Regions from separate parts of the Sus scrofa genome. Here region 1 is linked to region 2. Evidence: chromatin contacts called from public HiChIP or PLAC-seq data. All regions are on one chromosome and are shown on one strand. The core of a region is the stretch at or near the end of the contact, and the rest is flanking DNA. Distances in the headings are between cores, read along the strand shown. Region 1 holds the start of TRMO (tRNA methyltransferase O). Region 2 holds the start of ANP32B (acidic leucine-rich nuclear phosphoprotein 32 family member B).

Region 1 (3,640 bases), core at 885-3,384, 55 kb before region 2:
ATATATATATATATATATATGAGTTTCCATTGTGCCACAGCAGAAACGAGTCCAACTAGTATCCATGAGGATGTGGGATGATCCCTGACCTTGCTCTGTGGGTCAGGGATTCGGCCTTGCCATGGGCTATGGTGTAGGTCACAGACAAGGCTCAGATCTTGCGTTGTTATGGCTGTCTAGGGCAGCAGTTACAACTCCAGTTTGACCCCTTGCCTGGGAACCTCCATATGCCGCAGGTGCGGCTCTAAAAAGACAAAAAGACAAAAAAAAAAAAAAAAAAAAAAAAGGAAGAAGAAGAAGAAAAGAGAACAGTCAAGTAACAATAGTACAGCCTTGGGGCAGGATCCAGGTTCCTCTTCAAGGGATACACATGATGAGCCAAGAATCTTATATACCTAAAATATATATACATACACACACACTTTTTGTTTTGTTTTGTTTTGTTTAGGTCTGCACCTACAGTACATAGACGTTCCAGGCTAGGGGTTGAATCTGAGCTGCAGCTGCTGGCCTGAGCCAGAGCCACAGCAACACCAGATCCAAACCTTGTCTGTGACCTTCATCACAGCTCATGGCAACACCAGATCCTTAACCCACTGAGCAGGGAATCAAACCCATGTCCTCATGGATGCTAGTTGGGTTCATTACTGCTAAGCCACAACAAGAACTCCAAAAAGTTCTATTTTTCATGCTTCTTTTCTAAATGAATACTTTAAAATTGAACAGTTTGGAGCCCTTCTTTGCACTTTTCCCTTGTTTGACTGTACCCTAAACACAAACACCTGTAAGCTAAAGATCAGGCACTGTGAACACAATTGCCTGTGGGTTAAAGATTAGAAGCACAAGATGTTTTTCAGCAATTTTCCTAGTTTGTCCTAATCTGTGACCAATCTGTCCTTTTGGTAAGTACTGTTATTCGAGGAAAAGGCAAGATTCCATAAATCAGAAGACCACCAGGATCATGATGAGCTCTCCTGACACCAGCTTTGATGACTAAAATTTCCTGAAAGAAAAACACGTTTGCCCCAATCTTGACTCTTACCTGAAACCCTGTTCTTCTCCTTTTAGATTATAAAACTCCCTGCAATTCTTCCCCAAAGGAGGAGAGTCTTTAAGACATTAGCCTGCTGTGGTCTCCTTTGCCTGGCAAAGCAATAAAAGCTATATTTTTTTTTCTCCTTCACCCAAAACTGTCTCTGGGGTTCCATTTGGTAGCAGTTGGACAGAGACCCAGTTTTTGGCAACAGTCTCAAGAACTTTCACTTTTCTAAGTGAAATAAAACCAGTAATAACCTAAACACCCAACAAAAGGAACTGGGTAAATAAGAGCACACCTATAAAACAAAACAGTGTGCAACCTCTTAAAATTAACATTAATTGCCATGGAAAGTTTTTACAAACCTTAAGGTTTTGAGGTTATAAAACAGTGGGATTACATATCAACACATATTTCTAGGATATATGCACTGAAAAAATTATGGAAGGTATAAACCAAGATATTAACAGAGGTTTTCTCTGCTTGATGGCCAACTACTTTAACCTTTTTTCCATTTGCTTCCTCTAATTTCCAAAGTTAAGACAGTCTCCTGCATAAGTAAGAGTGAAAATACAGAGAAACAAGCCCATGACCATCTTTCCAGGTTCAGCTTAAAACTATTTCCTACAGCACCGGATGCTTCTCTCTGGTGGCATTAACTCCTAGTCGGCACAGCACCTGATGTAAACATCCTATCTCTCCTTTATGAGTGAGAACTCTCCAAAGGACAGGCCACTACACTGCAGGTGGCTGTTCTGCCAAGGTCAGCCGACCTCAGCCACCACGAACAGGGCAGGAGAGATGACGTCATCCTGCTCCACCTCCGATACATCACGTGGTCGTCTAAGCACGTGACCCGTGCCTTCGCAATAAACAGGAAAAGGACCCAGTCCGTTCACGGTCTCGCTTTCCTTGTCCTCTCTACAGTTAAGTCGGCTGCCTGCACTTATGGTTGTTCTGAGAGAGGAACCGCCAGCCTCTTAAAAGTTACCTGTCTCCAGAGTTGGCTTCACGCACCCGCACGGGGTAGCTTTAGGGCGAGGCCCAGGGTCCTCCAAGCCGCGCATAACTACTGGTTGCACAGGTGCCCACCCAACGCGTTAAGCCTTCCGCTTCCGGTCTCCGCGCCTGGCGCCTGCGCAACAGCCGCTCGGGCTGGTGGCGCTAAGATCCAGCACGCGCTAGGGGTGTGGGGTGCGCGCCGCGCGCGCAGCGGGCGGCGGCGGAAGCAGAACTGAGGTTGAGGTTGTGTACCTGAGGTCTCGTTCCGTTCCTGAACCCGCGTCTATGCGGTCCCGCCTGGATCCACAGCAGTTTCCCGCCCTCTCAGGGCAGCTAGCGACTCCGAAGTTACTGCCCGTTTCAAGGGGGACTCGTCATTGAAGATTTATGCATAAAGATATCTCTCTCGAAATAAGCAACCTGCGTATCTAACGCATGACGATAATTTTTAAAGACAAAGGATATGTATGGGTAGTATATCACATAGCAAGATGATCGGATGTTAGAAAATGTTAATACTTGGATGGTGGGAATACACAAATGGTCATTTATACTTATCTGTATGCTCCCATTTTTCCGTAATAAGAAGGATGTTTTGTCAGAAAGGAGCCCCAGGTAAATCTTATTTCAAATCTAATGGATGGGTAGACCCACACCAGATTAGGTAGGGGTTGAGAGGTGGAGACTTGTTTCCTGTGCGTCATACTTCATGGGAACTGAAGCGAGAATGAAATTTGAATCAACATGCCATATACATTGAGGAGATTGTGCCATCGTTTCTGGAGAGCTCTAAAAAACTGAGGGCCAGCAAGAATCAGTTTTCATTCCATTGGATGGCCAGTTATCCTTGCACCGCTAGCCTGCCCTTTTACCCATTGACTTGTAACGTCTTCTCTCACCTGTATATTTTATCAAGTTTCTCTGTATACATAATTCTGCTTCTGAGCTTTTTATCCTGTTGTTGCATGAGGGTTGGGGTGCGGAGGGTGGAGCATGTGCCTGCAAAATAAATTATTCAAATAAAACTGCATAGATGTGGAAGCTTTATAACCATGAAAAGCTGTTCCTCAACTGGTTCATTTGTCGTGGACTAAATAGATCACTAGCAGAAAAGGAACATTGGAAGGAGCCAAAGATTTAAAGATCGTGGGGTTTAAAACAAAAACTAAAAATTGAGAAAATTCGTACACCTACATATCTTCTGATAGGTCTTTTCCACGTGAAAATTTTAAAAAGTTCTCTTGTGGCAAAGCAGGTTAAGGATCTGGCATTGTCACTGCAGCGGTCTGAGTCGCTCTTGTGGCGGGAGTTGGATCCCTGGCCCAGCAACTTCTTCATGCCACCAGCGCAGCCAGAAAAAGAAAAAATTAGACAAGAATGCTATTGTTTTCAGGAGGAAAGAGTTCTGGGGCAGCTGAAGAAACAAGAACAAGTTGCAGAAGGGCTGAGCTATATACCCGCTGTAAAACTGGGGCCGTAACAGCAGCAGTTGGCCACTAGATGGGGGTGTTGCTAAAAGTGATAGTCGGTTAATTTGTGGCCAGGCTGTTGCAGAAATGAGGGGTATATGCGCTCCTGGCCTTAGAAATCATATATCGTGAT
Region 2 (3,740 bases), core at 131-2,630:
TGTGCAATGACTGAAAGAACATATTAAGCCCTAAAAGTGGATGCACACGAATTGCTTGTTAGCTCATGGAACTAAGTTTAGTTTTTCGTAAAAGCCTTCATCTCATAGTCTTGTGGTTCTCATAACCTTAGTTACAGACCTCGTGCGACATCCTGAAGAGCACTGCCCTCACCATTTCCCCATCACAAAAATGTCTGCTAAGACTAACATTTAAAATACAAGGGAACTACATACTAGAAAGTTTTTGCCTTTTTCCATAACCCTCCTGAAAATTTTCTGCTTTGACATTTTCATGCATCTGATATTTTAAAAATCGATATAGTTTTGTTTGCCACTAAATGAACTTAGGTGAAAGAGAGGAGTCTTAACTTTAAGAAAAACTTATGGTAATGCCATAGAGTTGTTTTTCTCTATTCCTAAATTGTTCTCAATCTTGGAGCTTCTTCTCTATACTAGAATTAAGATGGTATCTGATTTGACACGTGACTATGTACTTATTTTAAGATGAATGTAACTTCATATTACTCCCCAGAGGTCTGCAAAACCGACTTAGTGCTCTAACCCTGTCTCTCAGGGAGCTTTTTGAGGCAGCCCATGACAAAAGCTACCTGCCAAGCTTCCCCGAATTGGAGACCAACAAGAATCCACACACCTCAGAGGGGTGCCCTTAAAAATAAAGGAGATAAAAGTCTTGAGGAACCTCGGTAAACTTCGAGGCTCCATTAGAAATGCTAATTACTGCCTCCACTAGCCTATACTTAATGTTAGAAAACCCAGGGAGATTCTCCCGAACTCTGGAACGCTCGCATCTCTGCGGTTTGAGCAAGCGGCCGGGGCTACCCCGTCCCCATCGGTCTCAATGGCCGACTCCGCCAAGTGCCACGCGCTACAGCGCGGGCCGGCAGCGATTCTGCCCCCCAACGGGGGTCCTCACAGCACTTCCAGCCCCACTTGGCCAAGGAAACACAGGTCTCGTGCTGTTGGCCCCATGCTGTAGTTGGAGGGGAGCGGGAGGTGACCCCGAAAGCCCCGGTCCCGCGCTCTCAAGTCTGCCGCCTTCGCCGGTGTCGGGTTGGCCTGGCCGAGGCTCGGCGCGAGGGCTTGGCCTTAGAGAGCTCCCAAGACCGACCGCAAAGTCTCCCCGCAGCCCGCTCGGCCGACTTCCAAGCGCGGGCTGGAGACCTGTCTCCAGGCGCGTCGAGGAAAGACCCAAGGTCTCAGCTGGGGGACGGGCGGGGAAGCCCCCGAGGTGGGTCTTACATCAGCCACCCCACGTGCGACCGGAGGGCGGGAAGAAGCCACTCCTGTCCCCCGGGCTGCGCCTTTTCCCCCCCAGCCTCCGCCCCTCCCGCCGCGCCTCTCCCCGCCCCGTCCTTGGTGCACCGCGGCTGCCGAGCCGAGCGGCGCCGCGCGGGGCCGAGTCGAGCCGAGCAGCCACCCGCGCCGCGTCGCCGGTTTAAGCGCAGTGCGGAGCCGCGGCCGGGGGCGGCGGTAGTGAGACCAGCGCTGCGCTCCAGCCCCCTTTTCCCTCCATGGTTTCTCTCCGCTCCCGTGAGTAACTTGGCTCCGGGGGCTCCGCTCTCCTGCCCGCACGCCGCCAGCCGCCCCGGACCGCGCCGCCGGCCTCTGCCTCGAGCAGACCCCTTCCGACGGCCCTCGCTGCGCAGGCTGGGAGCCTCTCCCCCCTCCGCCCCCGTTGCGGAAAGTTAAGTTTGAAGAGGGGGGAAGAGGGAAACATGGACATGAAGAAGAGAATCCACCTGGAGCTGAGGAACCGGACCCCGGCAGCTGTAAGCAGAATCCCCTTCGGGCTCCCTCTCCCCCCGATGACTTGCATGTAATGGTGGCCACCTGCGGGGTCCCAGACGCGGGCTCGCCGACCCCGGCGCGGGCAAGAGCGCAGCTCGCGGGCTCGGACGGGAAAGGCGGGCGGGCAGGCGGGCGGGCGCGGAGGGGGGAGCGAGCGCGCGGGATTAACTCTTTGGCGCCCGCGGGCCCCTGCGGCCGTCCAGGGAAGGCGGTGGGGTGGGGGAAAGCAAACTTTGAGCTCTTCGCCCGCCGGGGTCCTTTCCCGAAGGAGCGCGTGTGCGTGTGGCCGGCGGCAAGAGAGGGAGGAGGGGGTTGTGTAACGCTGGGAGCCATGTTTGCAGCCTCCCGAGATGCGCGGCCGGGCGGAGGCCGGGCCTACGGAGGAGCCGCGCTGCCAGTCCGGACTGGGCCCGCTGCGGGCCAGGCCGGCCTCCGCGTGCCCCCGGCCGGCCCGGGAGGGGGCTCGGGCGGAGCAGGAGGCTCCTCCAGCCAGGTCTCGCGGTTGGCGCCGGTCCGGCCAGGACGGGAGCGGAAGGACGAACAGAGGGTTCTTTGCCTCCAAGGGGGACAGGAAGCCCCCTCGGGCGCCGGGGGGCTTGGGCGGGCGCGGCCTGGCGCGCGCGAGCTGGGGAGGGGCGAGCCCGGGTGGCGGAGGTGGCGCAACCGACGCCCCTCCCGAGGCCAAGTTTGAAAAAAGGAGTCGGTTCCCGCCATTTTTCAAGCCTAAAAATAAAACTTTGTCTACCTATCTCTCGCGCCCCTTTCGACCCCCAGGCCTTCCCCAGTCCCGGTCTCCAAATGCAGGCCGCGCTCGGCCCGAGCTAGCAGTTGTGGCGTAAGCGGCTTCTCCCTCCCCCCCGCGCCGCGGCGGCGGAGCCCGGGGGCCCCTGCCCGGGAGGTTGGCCCCTCGGTGTGGGCGGGCGGCGGCTCCTCGCGTCAGCCCAGGCGCGCCACAGGCCGACGCAGCGCCATGTTGGCGGGCACCCGTCTCCTTCCGCCGCGTGAGTCGGCCTGCGGGCTCTGTCCGTCCGGCCCTGCCCGCCCGCACCGGCGGTGGCTCTGAGCCGCCGCTCCCTTGGCCGAGCCTGCGGTTTGTTTGGCGCGGGCCTCGCCAGGGCTCGGCTCGCACTGGCGGGAGCCGAGCGCTCCGGCCGTCGCCGACTCATCTTTCGGGCGCGCTGCCGCCCCCTCCCCCCTTCTTAAAAGGGCAACGGCAGGCGGCCGCCTCCGCCCCTAGTCGCGGGTACAGACGGGCCTCGGCTGTGCTTGCTTGCCGGGCGGGCGCTGCCCCGCACGTGCTTCAGAGCCGCAGATCCAGGCCGGTGCTCGCCTGCCGCGGCTCCGTGAGTCGCTGGTGGGCCTTGAAGAGTCACGTCTTTATTCTCTACCCCGCCCTCCCCGCGAAGTAGAGCGGCTTCCCGCGGCAGGGCGCGGGGCCATGTTTCCTGGCGCCAGCGCTGGGAGGCCGCGCCTCCGCCAGAACCCCTCCGCGGGTGAGTGGCGTCCCCTGGCAGAGGGGCGGCCCGGGGAAAGCCCTCACCACCCCCTCCCGCCCCTGCGCCCCACACTGGAGACGGGCGCGTTTCGGGCAGTCAGGTAGCGTTGGGTAACAAGTTGCCAACTTGTGGGAATTCGTCAAGCAGGCTTTCCCTGGTGTGCCAGGGGTTTTAAATCTCTGAGGTCCCCACAAATGAGGTGCGGCCCTGCTGCATCTGGTGTTCCCACCTCTCCCTGGAAGACCTCTGGTGGTGGGCGTCTCGACTCTGTCCCCTGAGTTTTAAGGTTGAGATTTGACCGCGGTCGTCCCTTCCGTCCATCAGTCAGACATTTTGTGTCGGCCACGTGCTAGTACATTGAACCTTTAAGCCTCTTCACACTGAAACTTGCAACCTAATTTTGAGAAGAGTTAAGACATTTGAATTATTACTGCT

Evidence for each region. HiChIP or PLAC-seq counts read pairs in DNA pulled down with a chosen protein or histone mark.
Region 1: an H3K27ac HiChIP or PLAC-seq map of skeletal muscle shows a contact between it and region 2. The contact joins the promoter of TRMO here to the promoter of ANP32B in region 2. A contact is called at or near these places in 2 of 5 promoter capture datasets (fetal liver and liver), 9 of 47 Hi-C or Micro-C datasets (brain, embryonic fibroblasts, epiblast stem cells and 5 more) and 2 of 2 datasets of contacts at active chromatin or transcription factors (alveolar macrophages and skeletal muscle).

The regions. Positions count from the first base shown.
Region 1 is chr1:239,784,798-239,788,437 of Sscrofa11.1, forward strand. It overlaps TRMO (tRNA methyltransferase O), which reads right to left and starts at 2,135. Exons shown (of 6, transcript NM_001243624.1): 1 at 2,028-2,135. The coding sequence starts at 2,103.
Region 2 is chr1:239,840,682-239,844,421 of Sscrofa11.1, forward strand. It overlaps ANP32B (acidic leucine-rich nuclear phosphoprotein 32 family member B), which reads left to right and starts at 1,381. Exons shown (of 7, transcript XM_021066477.1): 1 at 1,381-1,790. The coding sequence starts at 1,737.